Regions from separate parts of the Macaca mulatta genome. Here region 2 is linked to region 1. Evidence: chromatin contacts called from public Hi-C data. All regions are on one chromosome and are shown on one strand. The core of a region is the stretch at or near the end of the contact, and the rest is flanking DNA. Distances in the headings are between cores, read along the strand shown. Region 1 holds the start of DUSP13A (dual specificity phosphatase 13A). Region 2 holds the start of AP3M1 (adaptor related protein complex 3 subunit mu 1).

Region 1 (4,125 bases), core at 530-3,029:
AATCGCTTGAACCCGGGAGGTGGAGGTTGCAATGAGCCGAGATCACGCCGTTGCACTCCAGCCTGGGCGACAAGTGTGAAACTCCATTTCAAAAAAAATAAAAATAAAAATCCTTGTGCTAACTCTGCAAGGGGGATCGTATAGCACAGAAAGGTAAAGAAACACATTGCCTGACATATTGCAAACTGATATTCCAACCCAAATCTCTCTAACATCTGATCCTATATTTTCCTCCACCATGCTGCGCCACCCTGAGGGAAGGTCTCCTCCCAAGCCAGGTCTAGCATAGGCATAAACCAAGTCCAGACCCAACTGTAACCTGGACACGAACCCCTCCTTGGCCTTGCCTCCCCACACAGTGCCGGGCTGACTTCAGTGGTTCTGAATGGGATGGACATGAATGTAGACTGCTTCCATGGGATGCCCTGGTGTGGCCTTTCCCTTCAAACTGGTCTTAAGGCCAAGGACAGCTGGGAACCTCCCCACTGCAGCCCATACCCTTCCCAGCTCCATCAGGGCTGCTGAGAAGTCACATGACAGAGGGCGAGACATCTCATCTCTTGCTGATAGCCAGCTCTGGCAGAAGGACAGGTTGACCTTTCTCAGTTTCTATTTTGGGACCCAAAGCCCTTATAGACAGGGGAATCTCCCTCCCACCCTCAAAATGTTTCTGATGACAGTTGGCCCCTTTGGCTCTCAAAGTCTAGGGCAACACTCACCTCCCTTCTCCCCGTTTGACATACAAGGCCCTCTTCAGCCTTCTCTTCTGAGAAGTCAGCTACGTTCATTACAGGACCATTGTTCAAACCTTCCCCCACTGGCCCGGCATGGTGGCTCACACCTGTAATCCCAGTACTTTGGGAGGCCGAGGCAGGCTGATCACTTGAGGTAGGAGTTCAAGACCAGTCAGACCAACACGGCTGACAAACCCCGTCTCTACTAAAAACACAAAAATTAGTGTGGCATGGTGGTACACGCCTGTAATCCCAGCTACTCAGGAGGCTAAAGCAGGAGAATCACTTGAACCCGGGAGGTGGTGGTGGCAGTGAGCCAAGATGTCACTGTACTCCAGCCTGGGTGACAGAGTGAGACCCTGTCTAAAAAAACAAACATACAAAAAACAAACACTTTCCCCCTTCCCCCATGAATCTTGTGGGCACGCTTTAAAAATGAAGCTCTCCATGTCTCTTATCCGTATTTCTCTGACTCTACAACTCAGAAAACTGTCCCTGACCTCCATAATTCAGAGACTCATCCAACAGACATCCAATCCAGCTCCTACCCAATTTGTGGCCCACCTAGACTACACTTCTTTCAGTTCTATCATTCATCCTTGGAACCAGCCACCTCCTCTGCACCCTGGATCTCTACTTTAACTCAGTCCTCATAACCTAATAGCCTTAGGCAGGGCTCTACATCTACTAATTCCACAGACGTTTCTAAGTACCTACTATGTATCAGACCCAGCACGTCTTTTGTTTCATTTAATCCTCAAATTCTCTGAGGTAGGTGTGATTATCCTTACTTTACAGATGAAGAAACTGAGGTTCAGGGAGGTAGCTGACTTGCAGAGGTCTCTCTGATTCCATGTTCTCACGGAGTTTGGGGGTGGGGGGAGGCTTAGGGAGGAAAAGGTCTTGTCTGCTCCAGAGGCCCCTTTGACTTGCTGAGTCACTTGCTCCTGTCCCACCTGTCCCTGTCAATCTCTGGGAAGGAGAAATGACACTGGAGAGGCAGAGAGGAGTGACCGCAGAGGCAGAGGGGTGGGCGGGCTGGCCCATGGCTGAGACCTTGCTCCCAGAGCTGGTGGGAGAGGACAAAGCCACGCCTTGCCCCAGCATCCTGGAGCTGGAGGAGCTCCTGAGGGCGGGGAAGTCTTCTTGCAGCCGCGTGGATGAAGTTTGGCCCAACCTTTTCATAGGAGATGCGTGAGTGATAGCTGGCCAAGGGTCATGGGGGTGGGGACAAGGAGAGGCAGTTCTTGGTGGCTTTACCAGACACAGGAGGGTAGAAACAAGGAGAAATAGCTCTGCTCTGACCATCCCAGGCCAGGGACCTTCTCCAGGACCCCAGGCTGCCAAGGACAGTGCAGTGACCAGGTATGGCCACGAGGGGGAGCAGGGACTTCGCCTGCCTGAAAGCAGGGAGTCTCCCAGGAGTCCTGGGAAACATTTCCAGGACAACTGGCAAGTGTAGAGGTACAGGCCTGGGAAATAGTATTTGCAGCATGAGATGAGGTAGACAGAGAGCCCCCTATTTCTGGACCCAGCCTCCCTCCTCTGGATACAGATGGTGGAGAAGCCTGACTGAAGGTGAATCAGAGAAGGTGTTGCCTCTCAACATTTGTAGGCTAGAAGCAGGTATTAGGTGGTAGCCGGTAGAGGACGGATGTGCGTGGGAGGACATGAGGCAAGAAGGGAGGGGCAGCCAGGTTCTAGGGCTGAAGCAATCCCTTCCTTCCTGTCCTGGCCAAGGCAGGAGCAGAGGCCTTGAGGAAGCAGAGAGGGTCTAAAGATCCCCCAACACACGCATACCACCAGTTCTGCCACCAGAAAGTGTGGGGCTCTGGGTATGGGGCTGTGGAGTCAGACCCCACTTGGAGCTTGCTGGGGTTGGATTCTCTTTGGACCCTGATGGCTCGGTCCCTCTGCAGCAGGGGGCCAGGCAAAGCCTCCCTCCTGGTCCCATGGCTTGGCTGTTATCCAGTGCCCTTTCTGCCCTCCCCAGGGCCACAGCAAACAACCGCTTTGAGCTGTGGAAGCTGGGCATCACCCACGTGCTGAACGCCGCCCACGGGGGCCTCTACTGTCAGGGCGGCCCTGACTTCTACGGCAGCAGTGTGAGCTACCTGGGGGTGCCAGCCCACGACCTCCCTGATTTTGACATCAGTGCCTACTTCTCCTCCGCGGCTGACTTCATCCACCGTGCCCTCAACACGCCTGGGGGTAGGACTTGGGGTCCAAGCCCGTATCCCATCTTGCTCATTCCTGGGGAGGATGCCTCATTTCTTCTCAGTCATCAGTGCCCTCCCATCCCTGGTTTTTAAAAATCCTCTGCTTAGGCCGGACACAGTGGCTTATGCTTGTAATCCTAGCACTTTGGGAGGCCAAGGTGGGTGGATCATCTGAGGTCAGGAGTTCAAGACCAGCCTGGCCAACACGGTGAAACCTCATCTCTACTAAAAATACAAATATTAGCCGGGCATGGTGGCACACACCTATAATCTCAACTACTCGGGAGACTGAGGCAGGAGAATTGCTTGAACACGGGGCAGGGGGAGGTTGCAGTGAGCCGATATCATGCCACTTCACTCTAGCCTGGGCAAAAGGGTGAAATCCATCTGCCCTCCCACCCTGAAAAAAAGTTCTTTGCTTAGTGCTCCAGCATTTTATCAAACCCTATTCCTTCCCAGATGGGGAAACTGAGGCCTGGAATACAAGGCCATGCCATGAGTTAGGAGCAACCCTAAGGCTGAAAGCCATTTCTCCCAAACAGCAGAATAGCTCTTTCTCTGCAACACTCAGCTTTGGGAAAGCACCATTTGGTACCTAGATGTCTGCCCCAAAGTACTTCTTTTATTCCTTTTTTTTTTCTGAGACAGAGTCTCAGTGCTACCCAGGCTGGAGTGCAGTGGCACGATCTTGGCCCCTCCATCTCCTGGGTTCAACCTCTGCCTCCCGGCTTCAAGCAATTCTCGTGCCTCAGCCTCCCAAGTAGCTGGGACTACAGGCATCTGCCATCACACCCAGCTAATTTTTGTATTTTAGCAGAGACAGGGTTTCACCATGTTAGCGAGGCTGGTCTTGAACTCCTGACCTCAAGTGATCTGTCTGCCTCGGCCTCCCAAAGTGCTGGGATTACAGGCATGAGCCACCGCACCCGCCCCTCAAAGTACTTTTAACTAGAAAGAAATGTATCTCAAATACTCAGGATACAGCATAGGAGTCCAGGGAGGCTGGTGTCCTGGCTTTGTGGCCATCCTAGAAGACAGCTGTGTCCCTCACTATGTGACCCTGAGCAAGCCAGTGTCCCTCTCTGGACTTCAGTTTCCTCATCTATGTGACAAGAATGACAAGATTACAGCTCACATGACTTTTTAGTATCCAAAGCACTTTGACATTCTTT
Region 2 (4,125 bases), core at 441-2,940, 970 kb after region 1:
AGAAAGGATGCTCAGCTAGTTCTTATTTCTGTCCCTGTACTAATTGTTTTATTTGGACTTCAATATCTTCAATTGTAAAATAGGCATAATTCTTGCCTTCCTTTGATCACAGAACTGTCCAACAAGATAATAGGAAAACACAGTGAAAATGGATCAGCATTATATATAATTATTTTTATTAAGGAAAAATCTAAGGAAATCTAAGGGTTGTATGTTTAGTAGGATGGTAGGGAAAAGTTGCATCTGTCTTCCAGTTTGGCGAAGGAGGTGCCTTATAAAGGAAATACTCTAATAAAGGGCAGAGTAGGGAAAGCACATGCCTTTAACTCAGGTAGGTCTGATTCAAAAGCCCTTGCTCTTTATTCTGCATATAGCTTGAATATTTAAAATAAAAATAGAATATCCAGAGAGTTTTTATTTTAAAGTTTATGTTCTTGGTATGAGGTAGACACGCTAACCCTTTGAGGGTAGTAGGAATACATTAAAGGCACTGGCATGGATTTGTTCACCCTCCAAAGCAGATGAACACGCCACCAGGCCCCTAAGTGTTCTTTTCTTTTCAATTGTGATTCCTTCTTTTGGAGGTGAAGAAAAGTGATACAGGAAGAAATGGGATACGTCTTGTATAATCAGGAGTGTCCCAATACTTTTCAATCAGTTTGATATGCCTATTTTAAGATGGAAAAAAAAAATCACTGCCTTTCAACGAACATTTCCAAATCATCAAAGACTGCCTGCTTCACTTTACACTTATTAGGAAGGGATATTTTAACAAATGACTCTGTAAGTAAAAGTTGCAACATCAATCACATGTGAGGCAGGTGTTAGGGGCAGCACTGTCTCCGTTGCTGCCAAAAAGTGCAAATAAAAAAGAAAAATCAACTTTTCCCAGCCATTCATCCAAATGCTGCCCCTGCAAAGCCTCGGAGGGGTCTGGGTCACTGGTAGAGGGTCCTCAAAGGTGCAGGCTTTCAGAATGTGTACGAAAAGGCAGGTCAACGTGGCCTTCCGCAACACTTTCCGAAAAATCCCCAAAAATTCTGACTTCGCCCCAGAGTAGAGCAGTTGCCGAGCCTCCTCCCCGCCATCCCCCAGGAAGAGAAGGCAGCCGCGTAAAGACGCAGCTCCGGTCCGGCCCTCCGGGGTCGCACCAGCCCAGCCTGGGCTTGCTCGCAGGTGGCGCAGGCAGCCGGCTCGCCCCCCCTCCGCCGGCCACGATTGGCCAAGGGCTGCTGGAGCCGGAGCTACACCAGACCGGCGGCGACTCGGCCAAACTGAGAGAACGTCCGGCAAGGGGTCGCGGCCAGACAGACAGCTCCCCGCGCGGCAGGTCTTGCGTGTTGGCCCCAAGCGGGCAATGAGAGACACCACCCAGCGCCGGAGCCGCGAAACCCCACGTGGGCCCGGGCTTGCTTGCAGCAGGCGCTGTCACCCTCCTCCCCAAGTCGGGCAGCGCTCACCTCAGCGCTTGCGGCGCCTCCACCTTCAGCTTTTTGGGCTTCGGCTCCTCCTCAGCAGCTGCCATCTTTGCGCTCCCACCCTACTTTGGTTCTACAGCCCACCTCTGCCATATACTCTCTGACCCCCCCCCCACCTCTTCGCATCACCGCCTTCTCTCCTCCAAATCCCGCCCCTCCAGACTCCGCCCATTCTGTGCCGCTGTCATCCACAATCATTGGCTCTATTCCTCACCACCGACAGCGAATGCCCCGCCCATTCCTGACCCCGCCTCCCCCGCCATATGGGACCCCAGACTGAGTTAGGCCGCGGATAACCGCCTGAATCTAGATGGTGAGAAACCTACCATTTTTCTAGGTCCTGGATGATGTAGAATATTTAGATACTAAACCTCAACAGACGTCTTTCCTCTCATTTACGGTCTTCCGGCATATTTAATCTTTCTAATATGGTAGACATAGTCGGTGTCTTTGAAGCTGTTAATCAGGCAATCTCCTGGGCACTCCGGCTGCGGGTCCTCGCGGCCTTCTCAGCTTCCTCAGCTTCGGTCTGGAGAGGACCCGGCGCCGAATCACTGACTGGCACAGGTGTCGGGGTGAGTGTGAGGGGCGGGAAATATGTGGATTGGGGACAGCTCCAAAACCCGGGAGTAGGCTGAATAGCTGGGGCCCCCGACTCCGATCTGGGCTCTAGGAGCGTCTTTGGTGCCGTGGGCCAGGGCCTGGCTTCCCCCCACTCCCGGCCTTCCGGGCTTTCTCGCCAGCAAGGCCGGAAGGGAGCGGTCCACCTGCAGCCTAGTGTTCTCAGGCGCCTGAGCCCCGGAGGTCGAGCTTCCTGGGTCCCCCCTCTGTACAGACGGCAGGAATCTCAGTCCCAGGTTTCTGCTCTGGAGGACAAAACCCCAAAAGGACCTGAGCGGACGTCCTGTTAATGGGTGGTGCCTGGAAGAGCCTGGGGTGAGGAATGCAGTGAGAAGGGTATTGCAGTTCTTCAGGAGAGAGGTAACGGGGTTCTAAGCTGAGCAGGTGGCAGTGAGTATGGAAAAGTGACGGGCGATGTGGCTGTTGGTATTTGGTAAATTTGAACCCGAAGCTTACAGCCTTATGTGATTAAGAAGATGGTGTCACTGACAGGAGGAGGAATTTTACGGAGTTTGAGTTTTACCGAATTTGAAAGTGGTTTACATGGAGATTGTAGAAAGACTTTTAAAAAAAAATTGTGAGAATTAAGCCCGAAAGACTTTCAAGGTGAAACCCAAAGCAGATGAAGTTTCATATAAAAGGGTAAGAAGTATTTTTGTTTAGGAGAAAGTTATCAATGACATAAAATGCTGCAATGGCCAGAGGAGGAAGCTGAAATCAGAATAGGTCGTTGGATTTTATAATTAGAAAGTCATTGAGCTATTTGAGAGAGATGCTTTAATAGTAACTGAGGAAAGACTGCAAGTGGAGACTAATCCTTCATCATTTGGTGCATGAAGCAAGATTATTGAGAGTGGCAAGGTGGGGGAAAGTTTGGGGTTTGTTTTAAAGAATACAAGATATCTATTTGGGGGCAGGAAACAAGCAACTATTTGAAGATTCAAGAAAAAGTCTTACCTCCCAGAAGAGAAGGAAAGGAATGGGATCAAGTTACAAGTGAAAGGATTAATTTGGGAAAGGCAGAGTGACAGTTTCTATTGACACTATAAGAGAAAAGAATTATGTTAAACTTACGTATCTTGGCCAGGCGCCTGTAATCTCAGCACTTTGGGAGGCTGAGGCGGGCAGATCACGATGTCAGGAGTTCGAGACCAGCCTGGCCAACATAGTGAAACCCTGTCTCTACAAAAAATACAAAAATTAGCCAGATGTGGTGGCACGCGCCTGTAGTCCCAGCTACTTGGGAGGCTGAGGCAGGAGAATCCCTTGAACCCGGGAGGCGGAAGTTGCAGTAAGCTGAGACCTCACCACTGCACTCTACCCTGAGCGACAGAGTGAGACTCTGCCTCGGAAAAAAAAAAAAAAGACCTGACGTATCTTTAGGAAAGCTCTCTTTGCAACAAGATTAGGTTTTCTTAATCTTATGATTTTTATTTCTAACCATTTAATATAATATATGGCCAGGCACAGTATGGCTCATGCCTATAATCCCAGCACTTTGGGAGGCTGAGGCAGGTGGATCACGAGGTCAAGAGATTGAGACCATCCTGGCAAACATGGAGAAACCCTGTCACTACTAAAAATACAAAAATTATATGGGCGTGGTGGCATGTGCCTGTAGTCCCAGCTACTCGGGAGGCTGAGGCAGGAGAATCGCTTGAACCCGGCAGGCGGAGGTTGTGGTAAGCTGAGATCGTGCCACTGCACTCCAGCCTGGCAACAGAGTGAGACTCCATCTCAAAACAACAAACAAACAAACAAAAAAAACCAACAATATACTGTTGGCAGACAGAGTGCAGTAGCTTACACCTGTAATCCTAGCACTTTGGGTGGGTGAGGCGGGAAAATCACTTGAGGCCAGGAGTTGGAGATCAGCCTGGGCAACATAGCGAGACTCCATCTCTACAAAAAATTTAAACATTAGCCAGGCTTAGTGGCGCATGGTTGTAGTCCTGACTACTCAGGAGGCGGAGGCAGAATGAGGCAGAAGGATCACTTGAGCCCAGGAGTTCAAAGTAATAGTGAG

The links. A called contact is a pair of places that touch in the nucleus more often than the background predicts.
Region 2: a Hi-C map of fetal cortical plate shows a contact between it and region 1, with 1.8 times the contacts expected there. The contact joins the promoter of AP3M1 here to the promoter of DUSP13A in region 1. A contact is called at or near these places in 2 of 14 Hi-C or Micro-C datasets (fetal cortex germinal zone and fetal cortical plate).

Annotation. Positions count from the first base shown.
Region 1 is chr9:74,499,214-74,503,338 of T2T-MMU8v2.0, forward strand. DUSP13A (dual specificity phosphatase 13A) reads left to right here and starts at 1,780. Exons shown (of 3, transcript NM_001418213.1): 1 at 1,780-1,928; 2 at 2,728-2,945. The coding sequence starts at 1,780. SAMD8 (sterile alpha motif domain containing 8) reads right to left here and starts at 1,671. Exons shown (of 6, transcript XM_077946531.1): 1 at 1,526-1,671. It overlaps LOC144331132 (a long non-coding RNA gene), which reads left to right. Exons shown (of 2, transcript XR_013398069.1): 2 at 1-122.
Region 2 is chr9:75,471,779-75,475,903 of T2T-MMU8v2.0, forward strand. It overlaps AP3M1 (adaptor related protein complex 3 subunit mu 1), which reads left to right and starts at 1,691. Exons shown (of 9, transcript XM_015147273.3): 1 at 1,691-1,791. The coding sequence starts at 1,789. It also overlaps a transcript of ADK not described here.